2 separate regions of the Macaca fascicularis genome follow, and region 2 is linked to region 1. The links are chromatin contacts, called in public Hi-C maps. All regions are on one chromosome and are shown on one strand. The core of a region is the stretch at or near the end of the contact, and the rest is flanking DNA. Distances in the headings are between cores, read along the strand shown. Region 1 holds the start of CYP26B1 (cytochrome P450 family 26 subfamily B member 1). Region 2 has its middle 340 kb from the start of CYP26B1.

Evidence for each region. Hi-C and Micro-C count contacts between places; a contact is called where the count stands out from the background.
Region 2: a contact with region 1 is called in a Hi-C map of liver, with 4 times the contacts expected there. The contact joins the enhancer-like site here to the promoter of CYP26B1 in region 1. A contact is called at or near these places in 2 of 2 Hi-C or Micro-C datasets (liver and skeletal muscle).

What each region holds. Positions count from the first base shown.
Region 1 is chr13:49,790,745-49,794,871 of T2T-MFA8v1.1, forward strand. It overlaps CYP26B1 (cytochrome P450 family 26 subfamily B member 1), which reads left to right and starts at 2,195. Exons shown (of 7, transcript XM_005575617.5): 1 at 2,195-2,259; 2 at 2,583-3,756. The coding sequence starts at 3,553.
Region 2 is chr13:50,128,569-50,132,639 of T2T-MFA8v1.1, forward strand. No RefSeq gene overlaps it. Among named protein-coding and RNA genes, the nearest start is that of CYP26B1, 340 kb to the left of the region's middle. Within about 2 kb of position 2,118, at least 1 of the 6 cell types and tissues checked has an H3K27ac peak or open chromatin away from gene starts, as enhancers often do.

The sequences.
Region 1 (4,127 bases), core at 945-3,444:
GACTTTCCCCAGGATCCCACTTGGCACAGGGTGTAAGGACTCAGAATTTCTCCCCCACGTCCCTCCCAACTCCTCCTCTATACCTGAACGGGAAAAGAGGGTGGGCAGTGGAGGACAAAAGGGCACAAAAGCCACCCCCACCCAGGAGTAAGGAGATGGGAGGAAGGCAACTGGTGTGTTGGGGGACTTCTGGGGCTGTGATCCCCACACCGCAGACACCTCCCGTGGTCTCTTGGGTTGGTGGCTGGAAGGTCTTGGGTGTTTTCTGACTGTGACAATGATCCTTTGTGTGTATGTGTGTGTGTGCTCAGTATCAACCTGTGCATCTATCTGCATTTCTATAAAGCTGTGTGTGTGTCTGTCCTTTAGGAGATGGAGATTTCCACAGGTGGGTTTTCCTGGGTTATCTTGCCCATTTCACCACCTTGTGGCCAGTGCTGTGTCTGAGGGTCAGGCTAGATTCTTAGAGCTCTTCAAGCCAGCAAGGCCTCAACAATCTCCCCCAACCCCATTTTATGTTAGCCTCATCCTCAGATAGGGTGTGGAGTGGCTCTGGCACTTTGATGTGCCCTGTTCAGATGTGACTGTTTTGTGAAACCACCGTGCTCCGAGAATGCTTCCTAGCTCCCTATTTCGGGACCACAGTGGTCCTGACAGGGCCTTCGTGAGTGTCCGGCCCCAAGCATCCTGGGGTGGAAGTCTGAGGGCACTGACAACAGGCGCGGGGTGCTTCGGAACCTACAACTGGGCCCTTTGGACCTATCTACCACTAGGAAGGGCGAGTGCGGAAAGGGGAAAGAGGGAATTGTTTCCCCGAATCTGTAGTACTATAACTGCCCACCAGGTGGGGTTCCAGGGCAGAGAGTGAAGCCGAGGTGACCTAGCACTAGGAGCTAGACCAGCGTTTAGATCTCTTGCTACACCAGCCTCGGAAGCGCTCACCCAGGGAGGGACAACACATCTGCACGAACCTTAGACGCTCACACGCATTCTTGTCTCGTGAACTCTAATGCATAACTCGTACGGGTGCAGGCAAAGTGTTCAAAGGGAAGTCTAGTATCGTTAACACACACACTACTCTAAACGAAAGATGGGATATCGACTCTGGTTCCCGGAGTGCGAGAGTGAACGCCAGAGCCAAGGGGACTGAGGGAAGCAGGATGCATGGGAGAGGGAGAGGCAGGCACTAGCTAGACCAGTGCCGGGGTTGCTGTGCGCAGCTCCACGTTAACACAGACTCGCAGGAGGAGAGGCCAGATGACAGATGCACGGATGCGCAGACACACTTACGGCTCTAGAAAGAATACACAAACCCACAGACATGCCACCTTGCTCCTCAGACTTCGGGCCGACGCAAGGCCACGCGCGCGAACACACAGGTGCGGCCCCGGGCCACACGCACATCGTACACAAGCACGCGCGCCGGGCCCTCTACTGCCAGCGCTGAGAAGGTGGCCGTGCTCACCCGGCACTTTTATTTACTAATTTGTATCAATGAACGTTTGTGCCCGTCTTCTCCCGCCTCTGGGTACCGGGGCCGCCGCGTTTGTCCCCGTGCAGGACACTTGCTGGACCAGCATCGGGGTTCCCCGACGCTGCGGGCGGTGGATGGGGACTACAAAAGCAGGGGAAGGGGGTCCCTACATGCCGGAGAGGAGGAGCTACAGAGTCAGCAGCCTGGGACGCTGACGGGGACTGGGGAACCTCCAGGTTCCGTAGGGTAAGAGACATATGGCGGGGGTGGGGGGACGGACCTTAGCATCGGAGGTGTGAGGATGTAGGGATCGGGAATGGGGGATTTGGCTTAGGGGGATTGGGACTAGTAACTGAGGGGTCCCTGGAGATAGGAGCCAGCAAGATCCCGCGGGTTGGAAGCTCGGGACCCTAGGCACAGGTTCGAGGGCTTTGGGCGCTTCCCAGTCGTGGGGGCAGTCAGGCCGGACCTCCGCTGCTGGGGCTCCGGCCCAGGAGGGACTGCTGGGAGCTGGAGGAGGAGGCCGCTGACCTGAGGAGGAAAAGAGGAAGGGAAGGAGCCTAGAAGCCAAGCAGGCACTAAGCGAGTGCGCACCGTGTGTGTGCGGAGGTGTGTGTGGTGTGTGTGTGTGTGTGCGCGCGTGTATGTGTTTGTGTGTGTGTGCGCGTAGGTGCGCGCGCGTGTGTCTCATCTCGTCCGTCTGTAGGCGCTGGGCTCAGCGAGACGCCGGCGAGAAAGAAGAGGAGGCGAGAGGTGAACTGAGTTTGATCCTGCGGCTGCTACAAGTGGGTCCCGGGCGGGCTGCGGGCGGCGGGCGGCCGGGGCGGGGCGGGAGGCCGGGCTGCACTCTACAGCTCCGGCCGCGGGCCCGGCCTCTCACCACGCCTCCGGCTTTGTGAGCGCGCGGTTTGGGGGGGGTTTGCTGGCTGGGCGCCCACGGCGCAGCCTCCCGCCTCTATATAAACACACGCATCGCCTCGCTTTGGACTCAAATTCACATTGAGAGAAGCTTTTAAAACCACCAGCCCTGAAATCCTGCCTCCTGTTTTTCCCCCTCTTTCATTCCTTTTGCCTTCCTTTCTTTTTTCCCCCTCTCTTCCCCTAACAGCAACTCCAGAGCCGAGAGACCGCGTCCCGGGACGGACTGCCTTTTCTTAATTGATACAATAGCCCAGCTCGGGTTTTCCACCTCCTCCCCCAACCCCACCCCGCCTCACCCCTCCCGCCCGCTGCTGTCGCCGCCGCCGCCGCCGCCGCCGCCCCATCGCCCGCCCGGGGCTCTGTCGCCGGCTGCGTCCCGTCCCGGCAGCGGCCCTCCAGCTCCGCATCCGCGCTCGGGCCGCAGCGCCCGCCTCGCCGCCTCGCCCGCCGCGCCCGCCGCTCCTGCCTCAGGGGTGCCGCGGCGGCTCTGGGGCTCGAGCGCGCCGCCCGGGGCAGCCCAGGGACATTTGGGCTCCGGCCTCTCCACTCGCCTCAGCCAGGGAGCTTTCTCCCTCGCCCCCAAAGTTTCTGGGTTCGTTGGAATTTTTGGATTCAGGATTTTTTTTTAATTCTTTTTTTACCTAGGAATTTGGGGGCCATACTGCAATACTTTTGACAAATCGACTGCACTTCCTCTCCGCTAGCTCTCTGCCCCCTTCTTTTTTTCCCGAGCAGGGAAAGGGGCTTACGAGAGAGAGGCTCCCTCTGGACAAAGTTTTCCAAAGTTTTCCGAGTGTGATGGTAGCGGGGAGAGCAAACCCACCAGCTTGACTCACGGCTTCATCTCACCACCCCTTGAGCAGCCCCTAAGCCCGCTATAAAGGAACAAACAAACAAACAAACAAACAAAGTTACACCCCCAGTCGCCTCGTGTCTCCTCTCTTCTTTTAGGCAATTTTTTTTCCTCCCTCTCTCCGCTCCCCTCGCAGCCTCCATTCCCCTTCCCTCGGCCCCTTCCTCCTCATTCTCTGTTTCGGCTGGAGGTGCCAGGACCCCCGGCCGCAGCCTCCCCTCCCCCGCCGCTCCGGTCCCCTCCCGTCTGGCCCTCCCCTCCCCCGCCGCGGCCGGCACAGCCAATCCCCCGAGCGGCCGCCAACATGCTCTTTGAGGGCTTGGAGCTGGTGTCGGCGCTGGCCACCCTCGCCGCGTGCCTGGTGTCCGTGACGCTGCTGCTGGCCGTGTCGCAGCAGCTGTGGCAGCTGCGCTGGGCCGCCACTCGCGACAAGAGCTGCAAGCTGCCCATCCCCAAGGGATCCATGGGCTTCCCGCTCATCGGAGAGACCGGCCACTGGCTGCTGCAGGTAAGGGCGCGCTCGCTCCGCTGCTCTCCGGGGTCCGCTAGCTGCGAGCGTTGGGCTGACGGAGCGGCGGGCCGGCCAGGGGGCGCCGGGAGCCTGAAGGCACTGGTCCCCGCCCCGCCCCTTCCCTCCTCTCTGCCACAGCAGCCCAGGCTTCCCCAGCCCGCCGGCAGCGCGGTTCCGGGACCACTGGCGCTCGCTGAGCAGGTTCAGGGGGCTGGTAAGAGGGGTTCCTGGACCTGAGGGGGCTCCCAGATGGACTTGCCTGGGTCGCGGCTGGCCTGGCATGGGGTCCTGGAGCGCCCTGGGGGCGCCCAGCGCAGCGCGATCCCGAGGGAGCTTCAGGTCCTGAGCCGCTTTCGCCGCCCCTCGGT
Region 2 (4,071 bases), core at 868-3,367, 340 kb after region 1:
ATGAGTGCAGTTCATGTGCTCTCATCATTGCCCTTAGCATATGATAAGTCATCGTTTAAGTAACTATGGCTTCCTTCTCTTGACTATCACAAGCACCTCGAGAGGAGGGACCCTGTTGAAGGGGCGGCCTGCCCCTCCACACCTGTGGGCATTTCTCGTCAGGTAGAACAAGAGACTTGAGAAAAGAAATGAGACACAGAGACAAAGTGGAGAGAAAGAAAAAGTGGGCCCATGGGACTGGCGCTCAGCATACAGAGGACCCGTGCCTCGCCGGCACTGGTCTCTGAGTTCCCTCAGTATTTATTGATCACTATCTTTACCATCTTGGAAAAAGTGGAAGTGGCAGGACAATAGGGTCATAGCAGGGAGAAGGTCAGCAGAAAAACATATGAATAAAGATCTCTGTGACATGAATAAATTGAAGGAAAAGTGCTGTGCTTTGATATGAATATATGCAAACATCTCCATAAACATTTTCAGTGCATAAAGAGCAGCATTGCCGCTAGCACGTCCCACCCTGAGGCGGTTTTCTCCTATCTCAGTAAATAGAACATACAATCCGGTTTTATACTGAGACATTCCATTGCCCAGGGACAGGCAGGAGACAGATGCCTTTCTCTATCTCAACTGCCAAGAGGCCTTCTTTCCTCTTACACTAATCCTCAGCACAGACCCTTCACGGGTGTCGGGCTGGGGGACGATCAGTCTTTCCCTTCCCACGAGGCCATATTTCAGACTATCACATGGGGAGAAACCTTGGACAATACCTAGCTTTCCTAGGCAGAGGTCCCTGCGGCTTTCCGCAGTGTATGTGTCCCTGGGTACTTGAGATTAAGAGAATGGTGATGACTTTTCACAAGCATGCTGCCTTCAGGCACTTGTTTACCAAAGCACACCCTGCACAGCCCAAAATCCATTAAACTTTGAGTCACCACAGCACATGTCTCTTGCAAGGACAGGGTTGGGGGTAGGATTACAGATTAATGGCATCTCAAGGCAGAAGAATTTTTCTTAGTACAGAACAAAAATGGAATCTCTTATGTCTACTTCTTTCTATGTAGACACAGTAAAGTCTGATCTCTCTTTCTTTTCCCCATACCTGTCTGTGTTCGCTGCAGATATCGGGCTGACTCAACTAACCACAGGCCTTCGTTGGGGAAGAGCTTGGAGAATACTGTCCCATTTGTCCCTTCCAATGGCTTGGCTAAAGCCTGTAGGACATATTGGAGCAACTGGGACAAAGCCAACCTGGTTTGGAAAAGACACTCTAAGCACATTTAGAACAGTGCTTCATTAGCCTGTACAGTGCGTTTGTGAGGTTAAGAAAAGATGCCCCTTCTTCAGGGAGGATGCAACCCCACAGCAGAGCACAGGCCTTGATGAATGGAGTCTGGCCTGGTACATTTCAGCTCCAAGTCGCCCACTGGTGCAAGCATCTTATTACAGGGTATGCCCTGATTAAGACCCAGGTACAGAAATGAACTCATTTTCAAGCCAACGGAAGGCACTGACCCATGTTCAGAAACTCTGCAGCTTTCTCAAGACCCAGTTGGGCCTCAAGAAGTTGTGTCCCCTTTTCCTCCACAGTGCCTTTGAACCTCTTTCAGCGTTTTATTTCCTAGTCCATAGACATCTCAGGGCCTTCCACAAGCCCTGGCCACTTAGTTCCTTGGTTCTTTTTAAATCAATGATTCACCCTCCCCTACTCTTTCACCAGTTCTGCTGACACTTGTCATGGGTCTTGCTCAGAATCTTGTTTGAGTAGGGGCCTTTGCCATGCAGACAAGACATCCCCAGCCCTACATACTTCACTGGGCTCCCAGTTGTGTCTCTGTGTTTAATTATGGGGGGTGTCCCATTCAGCCAGGGAGAAACATGGGTTGTACTTCCAGAGCAGGGTCTTGGGGATGATTGGAGATGCAAGGGCTGCATCTAGCTGACCAGAAGGAGGGCCTGTGCTGGGTGGTAAAACACTGCAGCATTTCCAGTTCTTAGCAAGGTCTGGATGACCGGTCAGTGAACAGCTGCACTGCAGCTGGGCCAGCTCTGGCCCGCCCTGTCCTCCCCACGGCTGACCTCCACATGGCCCGGTAGATCACACTGTCCCCTGAAGCCAGCAGCCTGTCATCAGCCTCTCGTTTCACCCTCTCCCATCCTCCAGCCCACAGTGCATTCTGTGGTTCACACCCTGAGAGTGGCTGGGTCCAAGCAAGCCACGGTGGGCTCCTCCCATCTTGGATGGCAGGTGTGATAAGCACTCCAATCCCCATCAAGCCTGCGCCTTTGGTCCCTGGAGGTCTTCCCTGACACATTGCCATAGTGGCCCCATCTGGCCAAATGGGGCCATGGACTTACTCACTGTTCATGTCTCTCTCCCTAGGTGTGGGGCTCTCTCCAGGGCAGAGGGAAAAGCATCCAGGGACCCAGATCTGTGGATTCTGGCTTGAGAGGGTATGCACTTTGCTTCCTTCATCCTACAGCTGACCAGTCTTGCTGTGTGCCCTTATATGTGTTTTCTCTCATTCTGTCTTCAAAGAGGCCAAATCAGTGCTCACAGCACAGGCCCTTCATCCTTTCACTTCTACTCTGGCTCTGGTTCATCAATTCTTCTCAAGAAAGAAATTGGTGCCAGGAGTTCTAATCTTCTCAGCTCATAGAATAATTTGCTCAGAAAATCCTTCTTCACTTGGGAGCTAGGTTTTGGGGTTGGGTTTTAATGGGAAGGAGAAACCCAAACCAAGAGGCATACTGGCCATAAAGATCTGGGCATATCTGTAGCTAGTATCATCAACTTACTGCTATTAAAACCATCATCTTCATCACTACCATCATTACCACCATCACTGCAGTCTTCACAACCATTACCAACATTGCCACCATTCAATAAGCATTATCACTCTCATCATCACTACCATCTTTATCACTATCTCCATTATCTCCACCATGATCACCATCACCATCATTGACAGTCAGCACCACCACCACCACAGCAATCATCCCCAGTTATAATCACTACTATTAACACAACTACATTGCTTCTTAGCCTGTTGGCTAAGATCAAGTGTATTAACATCACCACAATCATTGCCACCATGATCACCATCTTTTATCATTGCCGCCTCACCACTAGTAATACCAACACCACAATCATTATATAGTCACCACCTCCTTCACAAACATCACCATTATTATCACCAATCATCACTGGGATCACCATCACCACCACCTTCACAAGCATTATTATACATTGCCATCACCATCATCATGACTATTATCATCAATACCATTGCTAGTATCAACACCCATTGCTACCACCCTTCATCAGCATCCCCATTGTCAATTATCCACTCTATTCAGTTGTTTTCTCTAAGTAGTGGAGTCTATGAAGTTCAACTCTATTCTGAAAATCTTCACTAAACACAATTCATGAGTTTAACACACAATTGGTTATTCGGGTTGAATTAGTGTAGCTTTTACTACATAACAAACAACCCCAATGCTTAGTGTCTTAAAACAACCACCATTTTATTTAGTGCATGATCCTTGGGTCAGCTGGGCAGTTCTGGGCTTCCTCATGTGTCTGCAGTCAGCTGATGGTCAGCTAGCAACTGGATTAACAAAGATAGCCTCACTCACGCCTGACGGGCACCTCAATTTTCTTTCATGTGGTCTCTCATCCTCCAGCAGGCTACCTCAGGCTCATTCACAGCAGTCTCATGTTCTAAGCTCAGCCAAGGGCAAGCCCCAATGCACAAAGGTGCTTTCCAAGCCTCTGCTTGTGTCATGTTTGCTAATGTCCATTATCTAAAGTAGATAACATGGTCAACCCAGATTCAAAAGGTTGGGAAATAGACTTCATCTCATAGTGGGAGGATCTACAAAGTCACACTACAAGGGCATGGATTCACAGAAGGGAAGAATTTATGGCCATTTTACAATCTACTATACAGGTGGCCAAAGACAAAACAGACCTATTCTTTACAACCAGGAGCAAACACTGGCTGAGAAGGTTCTAATTTAATGTGCTTTATTATCCAGAAGCATGCCCTTGAAGTAGCTTCCAGAACTGGA